Linked DNA regions of Mus musculus: region 2 is linked to region 1. The links are chromatin contacts, called in public HiChIP or PLAC-seq maps. All regions are on one chromosome and are shown on one strand. Each heading gives the region's core, a stretch centred on a gene start, on an enhancer-like site or on the middle of the called end of the contact. The rest is flanking DNA. Distances are from core to core; before and after follow the strand shown. Region 1 overlaps Gm37896 (a long non-coding RNA gene). Region 2 has its middle 73 kb from the start of Gm36388.

Region 1 (6,021 bases), core at 1,678-4,177:
TTCACCCGTATCCTTTGATTTAGCTTTAGTCAATTACGAACCTAAACATTAAAATCTGTATCTGACATAGAGAGTTCAATTGCTTTCTTAATTGGCCCCCACAAAGAATAGACATTTAAATGACAAACAATACCATGCATATTAACATATAAAGGGCACAAACAAACAAACAAATGGCTGACTCTAACAACACATATGTAAGATCTATCTGAAGATAACTACAAACATGAAAATTCAGACAACTAAAGAACGAGAGAGAGAGAGAGAGAGAGAGAGAGAGAGAGAAAAAGAGAGAGAGAGCGCGCATATGTATGAGTGAGGGCGCTGTCCGAATACTGATGCATTCCGGTCTGACTGAGGGGGTCTGTGTGGTCCCGAGTGAAGCTATAGGAAGTTATTTTGTGGATTTTGACAAATTGATTTTTAAAGTGTATAGAGACGGTGGTAAGACTCAAAGTGGTCCCTATGATATTAAATGATGAAAGAAACGTTAGAAGGTTGACACCATCAGACCCGGATCTTACTATAAAACTAATAAAGACGGTGTGGTGTGGATGAAAGAAGAGAGAGCGGCCAGCGGGGAGAGACCCTGGGAATAAGCGTGAGAGCTGCACCTTTTCCTTGACAGAGGAGAAAGGTCGTAGAGTGGAGAAATAATAAGTGGGGCAGGAAGAGCTGGACATTCACGTGCAGAACAATAACCGTGGTGATAATATTAATAACTATTATTAGGATTCTGAACATAGACTAATACAATATTTTTTAAATCAACTCAGTATGATAGACATAAATACAATATGAAGGTATAAAATAGCTGATAACATACGGACAAATATAGATTGGTTGTGTGTTGAATTTAAAAATCTAAATCAAAAATCATAATCCACAACAGAAGAAAAAATCTAAATTGACCCCTTAAAAAGTAAAACTTCTACTGAAAGACCAGTTAAGAAAAATAAAAAGGTAAGCCCCAGACTGAGAAAGAGAGAAAATATTTTCAAATCACATAAGTGATAAATAACTAGTATCTAAGAACACTTGGAAGCTATCCAGGGTGACCGGGATCCCACCTTTCGCTCACATGGGCAGGAGATGCAGGGGATTGTGCCTGGCAGAAACCACTCAAGAACGAATGTGTGAGGAGAGTGGAAAATGGAAGAGTGGAGCTGTGCATGTGCTGTGGAGAGAGAGAGGTGGAGCCAGAGACATGATCATGGTGTCAGGTGTGAGCGAGGGCTGAGGTGATCTGCCCTGTGTGGTTGGCGGGGGCAGTGTGCAGGACCTGAGAGCTTATGCAGACACACGCTCAGACCCAGAACAATGACCATGTCTGGGTCTGTGGTCCTGGGTCTGTGGTCCAATTGAAGCTGGGATCTGTGTTGATGTGCAGCCCATGTCACCACCAGAGGCCATGAGGATGTCCGTGGTCTGTGCTGCAGCCAGAAGCCATGTGAAAGCCCATGACCCGTGCTCCCGCTAACTGTGCTGCAGTACAGACCATGTTTGCTGTGATACACATGACTGCAGATGCACAGTTAGGAGGGAGGATCATGGAAGGCTTCTGTGGCAACACCTACCTCCCCCAAAAGTAATAGCCTAGGCAGGAAGCCACCAAAAAAGAGTAGGGATAGGGGTGTGATAGGGATGCTGAAGTGTAGCTCACCACAATGATTGGCTTCTGGGTGTGAGACACAGGAAGGGAACTCTGCTCTATTTGAGGGGCAGACACTGAGAGTTTGACCATGCTCCGGTGAGTATATAAATAACACAAATTGAACTTTGGGGCTTGGGGGATCACAAAGATGGAGAGGGGTCATGGAAGGACTGGGAAGTGAGTGTAATCAAGAAGTATGATATGCAATTCCCAAAGAATCAATAAAAATACTATGCTGAAAAAAATAATGCTTCATAAGGTACACCCAACTAAAATCTGTATCTGCTACTTATAGCCATATGCTAATTAACTTAAGTAACTGTATTAATATATGTTGAATTAAGTAACTTATTAAACAATTATAGTAATTGTTATTAATCATATTCTAATTAACTTAGTTTTCTTTGGGGGGGGGTGTTGTTTATTTTTGAAACAGGGTCTCATGTAGCCCAGGCTGGCCTTGAACTGTGTAGCTGAGGATGGCTCTGACCTCGATATCTTCCAGCCTCCACCTCCCAAAAGCTGGGATTACAGGCATGCAATTCTAGAGATCAAATCTAAGGCTTTATGTATGCAAAGCACTCAGGTTACTGCCCATTCCCAAGCTGTTGTTAACTAGGGAAATTGAGATGTGTATGCTAGTTATGGCCCTTTCCCAGTAACAACTTTGTGGAGATGTGTAGAAAAGAATTCTCAGGAACACTTGGCTTCCTATCTGAATGCTTCTTGGAAGTGGGAAGACACTCTGGCACAATCCTGTTACTTCACTCATGTGGGCTCCTTGAAGTTGTAGACATGGAAATGACAGTGAGGAAATTTGAAAGATTGATTGATTAGAGGCAGTAAGGTAGGCCAATTCGGGCAAAGTGAAACTCAAGGACTGATCTGTTCTGTGTGGGTCTTCATTCTGTCCTTTGTAAGCTGGGTAAATGTTACCAACCCATCCAATGTCTGGGGCCTTTGATATTTGCTAGCATGTAATGAGCAATGGTCATTCCATGTCAATGGTCATTACAAAGTCAGCCATTTCTCATACTTCTTGCCATGTTAGAACTCCATCTAGATCTGTCAGGTAATTCTTGGGGTGGACTGATTATCTTAAATATCTTCAAAAGGAGGACTGTGTCAGGTTCTGTTCTTGTTGCCTGCCATGACCTAACATCTAACAAGTTGAAAGTCAAGGGAAGAAGAGTTTTTCGGTTTTTCGGTAGTTTTATTTTTGGTTTAGTTTAGGTTTTTGTCTCACAGTTTGAGGGTATAGTCCACCATGATGGGGAAAGCACAGCAGCAGGAGTGGCTCCCACCTGAGGCAGCAGAACCCTGAGGTTGCTTGCTCACATCTTGGGGAATGAAGAAGAAGAAAGTAGACAGGGATCTGGGCTGGCCTAAAAACCTCAACTCTATCCCCAGTGACTCTCTTCCTCCTGTGAGACTTCACTTCTCAGAGGTCTATAGCTTCCCAAACTGCTACCAGCTATGGACAAGTACGTGAGACAAGTACTGTGGGATAGTGCAAGTTTTATTTATCTATCTATCTATCTATCTATCTATCTATCTATCTATCTATCTATTTACCAGGAAGGGGGCAGACTGCATGGAAAGGTCGAAGTACAACTCTCTGGAACAGCTTCTCTCCTGTCTCCTTCTGGGATCCAGACTGAAGACTTATCAGACCCACATGCAAGTCCCTTTACTCACTGAGCCATCGCTCCCTGACTCTGTGTGAGACATTTCAACATTCAAACCATAGCAAGGAGAAAATGAAACAACCAACACAATCAGATTAAAGCAGAAGCAGAATAATTAAGATGAAAAGGAAGTAAGTGTGGCGGGGCATCTTCTGGATTGTAGAGCATGTAACAAAGTAATATAACTCATTCTTTAAAAGGGCTGGAGAACCGGGGCAGAGTTGGCGCATGCCTTCAATTCTTGCACTTGGGAGGCAGAGGCAGGTGGATTTCTGAGTTCAAGGCCAGCCTGGTCTACAGAGTGAGTTCCAGGATTGCCTGGGATATACAGAGAAACCCTGTCTCAGGGGGAAAAAAATGTCTGCAGAAACCAAAGACAACATCTTTTGCAAAGCAGAAATAGTAAGTTCCTTCCTTGGAGCAACAGGACATGAGTTATGGTGTCTCTGATGTTTTATCAAACTTACATAGGTTTGATTCTGGTCCTGTGAGGTGCAAGAAATTACTGCCAACACTTAGTTGTGACATGATGTGGATCTTTGGAGGACCGAGGTGTGTGGCCAAGGTTACCTGACACACACACAAGAATGTTCCTGTCCTTCAGAAGCAACTAACAGTTGCCACACCACAGGCTACTCAGGCATGCTTATACCTAATAAATATCGTTGCTTTCTTGGCTTTGTACTGGTTGGTGTGTGCATGTGCATGTGTGTGTGCATGTGTGTAGCCTGGATTGCAGAGGCATAGTGACTCATCCTGATCTACACAAGCTCTGACCCCAGGTCTTCACACTGCACAGCAACACATTACCCGTGAGGCATCTCTCTGCCCACTAGTTGAACGTTTCAAGAGACTAAATGCTTGATCGCACCATAAGAAGGGAAGAGCTAAGCTGAAGCTTGTCTGACATCCATACCTGGATCTGTGGAACTGCACATGCTTAGAGCAAATTCAAATTCTGATCCTAGGGCTGGAGCCAAGAGCATTGGTTAGGTGAATAACTAATTTCAAATAGTGCAGAATCGGTACTAATCGGAAAAAAATTTTTAATTCAACATCTGTCTTTGGAGTTTGAGTTTTTCCAATTTAAGCCAACAACATATTTCTAAGTGAAATCTTCCAATTCTGCTTTCTTTGTTTCTTTGTTCCTTCTCCTTCTCCTTCTCCTTCTCCTTCTTCTCCTTCTTCTCCTTCTTCTCCTTCTTCTATCTGGTATATTCTTTTGAGAAGAATAACATTGTTTAAGTAATACATAAATCCTATTAGTATCTTCAGGATACACCTGGAAAAAATATTTTTGTTGCTATTTTAAGGCAGGGTCCCTCATAGATAAGGCCTTTTAACTCACATATCAATTGCCTCCCCGAATGGACAGTGTTAATATTAAAAATTATTTTATTCCATAAATGAGTAACTCAATCTTAAAACATTATGTGCCACATATATTTGTAGGCCAAATATTTCTCAAAAGACCACGTGAAAGTAGACAGCTGGTCTCCTGAACTTTTCACTTTAATTAAAGTCTGTGTTTTAAGAAACTTCATGAGAAACTTAAAAGTGGAACACAGGATGAATATGCCAGAAGTTTTCATGGAAAAGTTTTCATGGATTACCAATAACCTCTTTGTCCACTATTCCTTCCTTCCATCTCAGGATTTAATTTGAAAAAAAAAAAAAAAGCAATTTTTCTTTTGTAAGTGTTAGGCAGGGTGTTGAGAATCTGAGTCAGGGAAGGTGAGAATAAACCCTGCAAGCAGATAATTTATGCCTCTGTGGTGGCTCAAGGGACTAACAATAAATGTTATATTAATAAGGTTGTGGAAATCCTTGTGTATACTATCATAAAGTAGTTCTAGGAGAAGGAAAACAGAAACGATAAACAGCAGTGAGCTGTGCTGCTTTCTCTGTCATAGGCACTGGGGAGTTTATAAAGGGGGGGGGGGTAGCATAAGCCAAGAGAAGGGATAACAGAGGCCTAGACCATAGGCGGGTTTGGAGAATATAATATTTAAAATAATATTATTCTTAGACAAATGGCTAGAGTATTCTTCTTGTTCTGCTAGACACAAAGGGAACTCAGTCTACATTCTTAGGAAGAATTTCCTATGGGGCCTTGAGATCAAGCTCATACTTTCCACCAACTCTTTTCTTACCTTGGTCTGGGAATAACAGAGGATGGTAGCATGGTAGCATGGTGCTGTGGCTCAGAGAGCAGTGGCCAGCTATCCCTGGATGCAGCTCTCCTCTTCAAAGGCTGAGGTCATAAAAGTCTCTGAAGATACAGCAGATCATGGGGAGTGGAGGCAAAAGAGACAGATACAGACAGACAGACCCAGAAAGGGGGGGGGGGGGTCCCGATCATACCACTGGCTCACCTTCCACTGAATTCTGAAAAGAGGCCTACTTTTAGGTTCTCTTCCTCTCTGACTACACCAAGGCCAGTGAATGGGAGCACAGGGACTGATGGGGGAAAATACTGTAAAATCAGAAAAAGGAAACAAATTATTGTGCTTATACTTTCTTCGGAGTTCAGCCCCATGTCTAGTTTGGATTGTAACAATCTTTAAATATCTAGTTTTAAGAGAGTAGGCCAAATAGCCAAGGAAGTCATTAAAGGAGAGGAGCTCAACCCAGACGAAGGCAGAGTGTGGCAGCCACAGGGAGTATTTGGACTTGCAG
Region 2 (6,021 bases), core at 2,155-4,654, 260 kb before region 1:
AGCTCGCCTTTTATTAATCAGGGACAGTGGCTCTCAGTTTACCAATTAAGTCCACATCTCCAAGGTTTTACACCGTGACTGAGTGAAAACAAATCCTACCCCCTTCTTAGAAGAAAGAGCTCCAGCTTTCTCCAATCACCACTGGCTGAACAAGCATCTCCCCACCTTTCTAGAACTTTCTCTAGGATCTTCAAAGGTCAGATTTTCTCTGTCTCTTGATGCATGCATGTCTGGAAGGATTATTCTGGGATATGTTGAGGTACTTAGCCTGGAAGAAGTAGAAACATTTCCTCGTGATGAGAAACATTCTATGTCTCAACATGCCACCTTCATTTTCTCCTCTGTAACTTCATCCTGCTTCATCATTACATAAGCACTTCCTGTGAGGATTATCCAACGCATCTAAATTCCACACATGTAAGATTGTGTACATTCCCCTTTCCCTCTTGCAGAACATTATTCATGAATCGTGGGAGGACAGCATCCATTGTTTGATTGACTCCTTTAAGGTGTGATCACAGAGAATGCTGGTTAGAAACTCATCTTTAGGGTCTGAGATGCCTAAGTTGGTAAAATGCTTGCCACAGAAGCATAAGGACCAGAGTTTGGATCCACATAAACATATGGGAGACACAGGATGCAGCTGTAATTCTATCCCTGGGAAGGCAGAGACTGGAGGATTTCCATTAGACAGCTAGCCCTGTTGAATGGTGATCTCCAGGTTCAGTTAGAGACCCTGTTTCAAACTATAATAACATTGACCTTGGCACTCACACACACCCACATTCACATGTACACAAACACAAAACACACCTCTATACAACACTACACATCTAGGCATATATGCATGCACTTACACAAGCATACATGCATACACACATGTGAATACTCACACATGTGCATGCACACACACACACTCGAACAGTTAAAACCCAATATCAGAGAATCATAGGGAATGCTCTCTTGCCGTAGACTCAGATCCTTTTCACAGGCTCAACTTTCTCTCTTCGAGGCTTACTATGTTTAAGTCTAAGAACTATAGAGTCAAAAAATTATCACAAGGAACTCAAATAAGCTTACTTTTTATGTGATTAAATTAAAAAAAAACAACAACAACAACAAACAACAAAAATGACAGACTGTATTAGAAAAATGAAACCTCCCTTAGTATTGTGATAATCTGGTAAATCGGGTTGGTATTCAGTTGTTAATGATGCCTAGCAAGAATATTTTAGGTCCAAAAGTTGCTTAAAGAACCCTCAGTGTGGCAGACCTCTGAGTCCATGTGGCCCATAAGCAAGTCATTTAGAGTAGAGTTCCCAAAATTTAACCTGCTGTAACTTCCATTTAGAGTACAAAGACTAGACCAACTACAGGGACTTCTGTGTTGATGGGACACAAAAATGAAGAGATTTCACTGTAGTGGGAAACATCAGCCAATCAGAAGAGTGATGATCCCAGCCAGCTCAAAATGAGCAGGGCAGATGTAGTCATTAGCACAGTTTCCCATGAACAGCCATATCCTTTCACATTACTCTGATGCTTGCCTGCTCACACATGCTGTGCCTCTTTGGAAAAGGAGAGCCAATGTCTCCATCTGAAAATGTCTGTTAATCACAGTTTTGAAAAATATATTTTAGCAGAGGACAAAAATACCAATGTAGCTAAAATGAGGAAGGGCTTGAGAGAGAAAGAAGCAGACAGCCCCCTAAAGCCAAAACAAGTCAATGTGGGGACAGGGTCATGTAGCCACATCTCTGAAGACCAACTGATTTGTACAGTCATCAGAAATGAGGCACAGGCTCTGATTACCACTGTGATTTGGGTTGTATTTATCCTTTGGTAGAAAGTCTGTTCAAATGATTTCTCTCGTACACACACTGCCTATCTGACAATATACTCACAGTGATCCTCATAAAGAATTGAGCACTGTCAAAGGTTATCTTTGCATTTGAGCATCCTTAATGGAAGATGGACATAGATCTTTCCATCACAATTTACCTTTTGAAAATGGCAGTCACTGGATGATTGTCTAAAGAGGTTAAGAAAATTCAAATAGAGCAGTCAAAGACCAGAGAAACAATGACCTTGAGAAATACTACTGAGCAAGAGTGAGAATTTGGACAGGGAGGTTGGAGGAAAAGAAGACAGAGAAGGTGGATTCTCTTAGCTCTTTATCTATTCCTCAAGACAGATTAGACCTGACAATGTCATTGGTCTTTGGTAGACCAGGTGTCCATACTAATAAGCTAACATGTTCAAGGAGAGTGGCTTACAGATTCCAGTAAGCCATGTTGAAAAATTAAATATACTAAGGAGTCCATAGTTACCCACTAGCAGCCATCCAATTTACAGCATCCTATAATAAACATTTGATGATCTGCTTACTATACATAGGTCTACATACATGCAAAGTCTAATGATAAACTATTTAATTTCCAGCTGCATACATATAACACAGAGAAAAATCAGGCCCCAAATTTGGGTTTTGTTTAGAGCCTAACAGATGTCTCAACTAAAATGGTTATCATCTGGTATTCAGTGGACACTATAGTACGCCTGGCTCTCCTCAAAGTCTGACTGGACTCTGAGGAGCTGTTGAGTAATCTGAACCATTGCACTGGCTTTGGAAAGAACAGGGTTTGTAGACAGCCTGACTGTAAGAACACTCCATCCTGAGAGGAAGGCAGTGGGAGCATAAGGCAACAGTCATACTGCATCTACAGTCAGGACACAGAAATGAATGTTGGCTCTCAGCTTGTTTCATCCCTTTTATTCAGTCTGAAACTCAAATCCATGGCATGGTGCTCCCCTCATTTAGACTGGGTCTTCCCTGGTCAGTTAGACCTTTCTAGAAAAGCTCTCATAAATATATCTAAGAGATGTGTTTCCCTGGTGATTCTAAATCCCATCAAGCTGAGAATCAAGCTTAGCCATCACTCTCTGGGATTAGTTTTCTTCTGAGAAAGATGCAAAGATGTCTGTGTATGGTACACCTAACTGTGGATCCCACACATCCAGTGTCTCATCTGAGTCGTCCAGGACTTCCCCTGTGATCTGTAACTTCCCAGTTTGATCAGTGGTTGCCTCCTCTTGTCCTAATCATGGCCCCACTTGTCCTACTCTCTTCCCTGACTCCAGTACATCATGGGCTTCTCTATACTCTGTTCCTTGACTACTCAGATGGCCATCTTTCCCACCTCTGTAGAACAACCTGATTCCTAGAAGAGCCATTGTCATTGAAACCAAGGACATGTCCCCATCAGGAAGTAACAGAGGCCCATGCAATTGGAACTGCACTTGCAGTTAAGGAAAAGAACACAACAATCTCAATGGGAAATGATAGAGAAACCCTTGGAGACAGTCTGTGTGGGGGAGGGGCAGGCTCTTTGACTTTCATCAGCTGCTCAGTAAATCTGCCTCTGAATAGAACTCTGTCATTCCAGGGGGGCAGCTATAAAAGGCTTCTGGCTGGTGTTCTGAGAAGCCCATCCATTTTCACAGTACTTAGGACTTGTTTTCTTTGAAAATTTGAGAACTTAATAAATCTTAAACGTGTTTATGCCCATAAGAGGTTGCAATCAATATCTGCTGATGTAAATAATAAAACCAATGAGAAGATGGGTTCAGAAAGGCCCCAAACCTCTGATGTATAAACTTTGAGGTAAAAGAAAACCAGGAACCCGATTATTCTTTTGGAAACCGCTGTGAATGCACATCTACCTTGACACAGAGACAGCTCCTAACCCAATGGCGTTAGAAATCCCTGCTCTGAGTTTCTGAAAGCAACAAATGAATGGTAATAGTGGTGATTTGGAGGAGCCAAGCATAGAGGATGGAAGAACATGGGACAGACATTCTCCTCTTCCTGTTATCCACTAAATCCTCATGCTGCATGTCCCAGCCTCACTTCCAGGTTCTCTCTGTTTGAAGCCCTGCTTTTAAGTCAAAGCCCACCATGTCTGGATAACTCTCCAAGCTCGGCACAAAATGGAAGACTCCCTTTCTCGGTGGGCTTGCTTTCTCTGCTTGATTGAAGAGTGTCCCTGAGCACAGAAGCCTGGCCTTATCTAAAGAATAACATTGTCCTGTGACTCAGCAAATCTAGCTCTAGCTTCTAGCCCATATGATAATCAGGTACTGTGTTACAACCAATCAGGCCTTTCTACATGGACACCTAAAAGCTCTTATATACCCTACCCCTGGAGAAATAAAGTAGAGCTGTCTCCAGAAATCCTTCTGTCAAATTCATGGCTGTTCAAATCCTGCTTACCGTTTCTGCCCCCTCCACTGCTCTCACGGGCCAGTGGCCAATGACCCCTGAGGAGAAGGGGGACCCACACCTCTCATCTCAGTAGCCATACTTATCCTGAACCATGAGCAAGAAGCATTAGTTCTCTAGCTTTGATTCCCAGGCACATTACTTTACAAAGTTGTCTATCTGTCCAACACGATTGCTGAAATTCTATGTGTCTTAGATGATTAAAAAAATTTTTTATCTTAGTTTTGGATCTTGGAATCCAATATCAAGGTTTGACAGAGTAGCTTCTCATAAGGGATTATGAAACTGTTTTTTCTTTATTATCTGTAGGTGGCTCTCTTCCTGAGTCCTTTTCCACGATGTCCTCTGTATGCGTATCTTTCTTTGTCCATATTCCTGCTATTTACAAAGGCACCAGACATAGTGGATCAGAAGGCACACTAATGACCTCGTTCCAAGTTGGTTATCTATTTCAAGAATCTATCCCCAAATAACGGTGCATTCTGGTGTGCTGTGTTAGCGTTAGTGCTAGTTTTATGCCAACTTGACACAAGTTAGAGTCATTGTTATGGTGTGTATATGCTGGTGTGGCCCTGTTGGAATAGGTGTGTCACTGTGCGTGTGGGCTTTAAGACTCTCTTTCGTAGCTGCTTGGAAGCCAGTATTCTGCTAGCAGCCTTCAGAAGAAGATGTAGAACTCTCAGCTCCTCCTGCAGCGTGCCTGCCTGGAGGCTGCCATGTTCCCACCTTAATGATACTGGACTGAACTTCTGAACCTGTAAGCCAGTGCCAATAAGAGTTGCCTTGGTCATGGTGTCTGTTCACAGCAGGAAAACCCTAAGACAGTTATTGAAGAGGGGGGGATCCTCAATTGAGAAAATGTCTCTATAAAATAGGGCTGGAGGAGAACCTAGGGCATTGTTTTAGTGGTTGATGTGGGAGAACCCGGGTTACTGTGGGTGATACAACTCCTGGACTGGTGGTCCTTCCTTCTACAGAAAGCAGGCTGAGCAAGCCATGAGGAACAACCCAGTAAGCAGCATCCCTCCACGGCCTCTGCATCTGCTCCTGCCTCCAGGTTCCTGCCCTGACTTCTTTCAATGATGAACAGTGATGTGGAAGTATACACTACATCAACACTTCTTCCTCAAGTTGCTTCTGGTCATGGTGTTTCATCACAGCAATAGTAACCCCACGGAAGCCAGGGTTTCACATGGTCTGGGGTAGAGACGATGATTAGTTATAAAATGTTCCCCAGTGGCCTGTCTTCAGTCACTTAGTCTCCAGTGGAGGTAAACTTTTGAAAGGTTTTAGAACCTTTTTTGGGGGGTGGGGAGAGCACATTGGGAAGTAGTCAAGGTAGGGGGCAGGTCTTAAAGTTGCATAGCTCACTGTGCCTTTTGTCTCATCTCTGATGCCTGCTTCAACAAGATGTACGCAGCTTCAGCTGCATCCTCCCCGGTAATGGAGCCTTGCCCCCTGATTATCACAGACTACATGCTTTCAACTGTGAGCCCAAGGGAATCCTTACTCCTTTAAAAAGCTTCTTGTCAGGTATTTGGTCACAGGGACACACACAATTCAACCTCTAACTAGGACTATCCAGCCGCCTTTATTAGACACTGAGGAAAATGTGCATAGCCAAGGCGATCTTTAGCAAACTCACTGAGTAAGCAGACAGAAAGAACACCAGGCTGCCCGTGGCTGGGGGTGGGGCTGGGGGATGAAGTACGCAATAGAAGAGATCTGGAGAGCTAAGG

Evidence for each region. HiChIP or PLAC-seq counts read pairs in DNA pulled down with a chosen protein or histone mark.
Region 2: an H3K4me3 HiChIP or PLAC-seq map of the SCID.adh cell line shows a contact between it and region 1, with 13 read pairs. The contact joins two enhancer-like sites. A contact is called at or near these places in 1 of 484 Hi-C or Micro-C datasets (nephron progenitors) and 3 of 115 datasets of contacts at active chromatin or transcription factors (the SCID.adh cell line and embryonic stem cells).

The regions. Positions count from the first base shown.
Region 1 is chr1:187,461,132-187,467,152 of GRCm38.p6, reverse strand. It overlaps Gm37896 (a long non-coding RNA gene), which reads right to left. Exons shown (of 3, transcript XR_865841.3): 2 at 5,496-6,021; 3 at 4,372-4,561. Among named protein-coding and RNA genes, the nearest start is that of Gm37896, 16 kb to the right of the region's middle. Within about 2 kb of position 2,927, at least 1 of the 459 cell types and tissues checked has an H3K27ac peak or open chromatin away from gene starts, as enhancers often do. A contact at or near this core is called in the SCID.adh cell line, where this site is marked.
Region 2 is chr1:187,722,199-187,728,219 of GRCm38.p6, reverse strand. It overlaps a transcript of Esrrg not described here. Among named protein-coding and RNA genes, the nearest start is that of Gm36388, 73 kb to the right of the region's middle. Within about 2 kb of position 3,404, at least 2 of the 459 cell types and tissues checked have an H3K27ac peak or open chromatin away from gene starts, as enhancers often do. A contact at or near this core is called in the SCID.adh cell line, where this site is marked.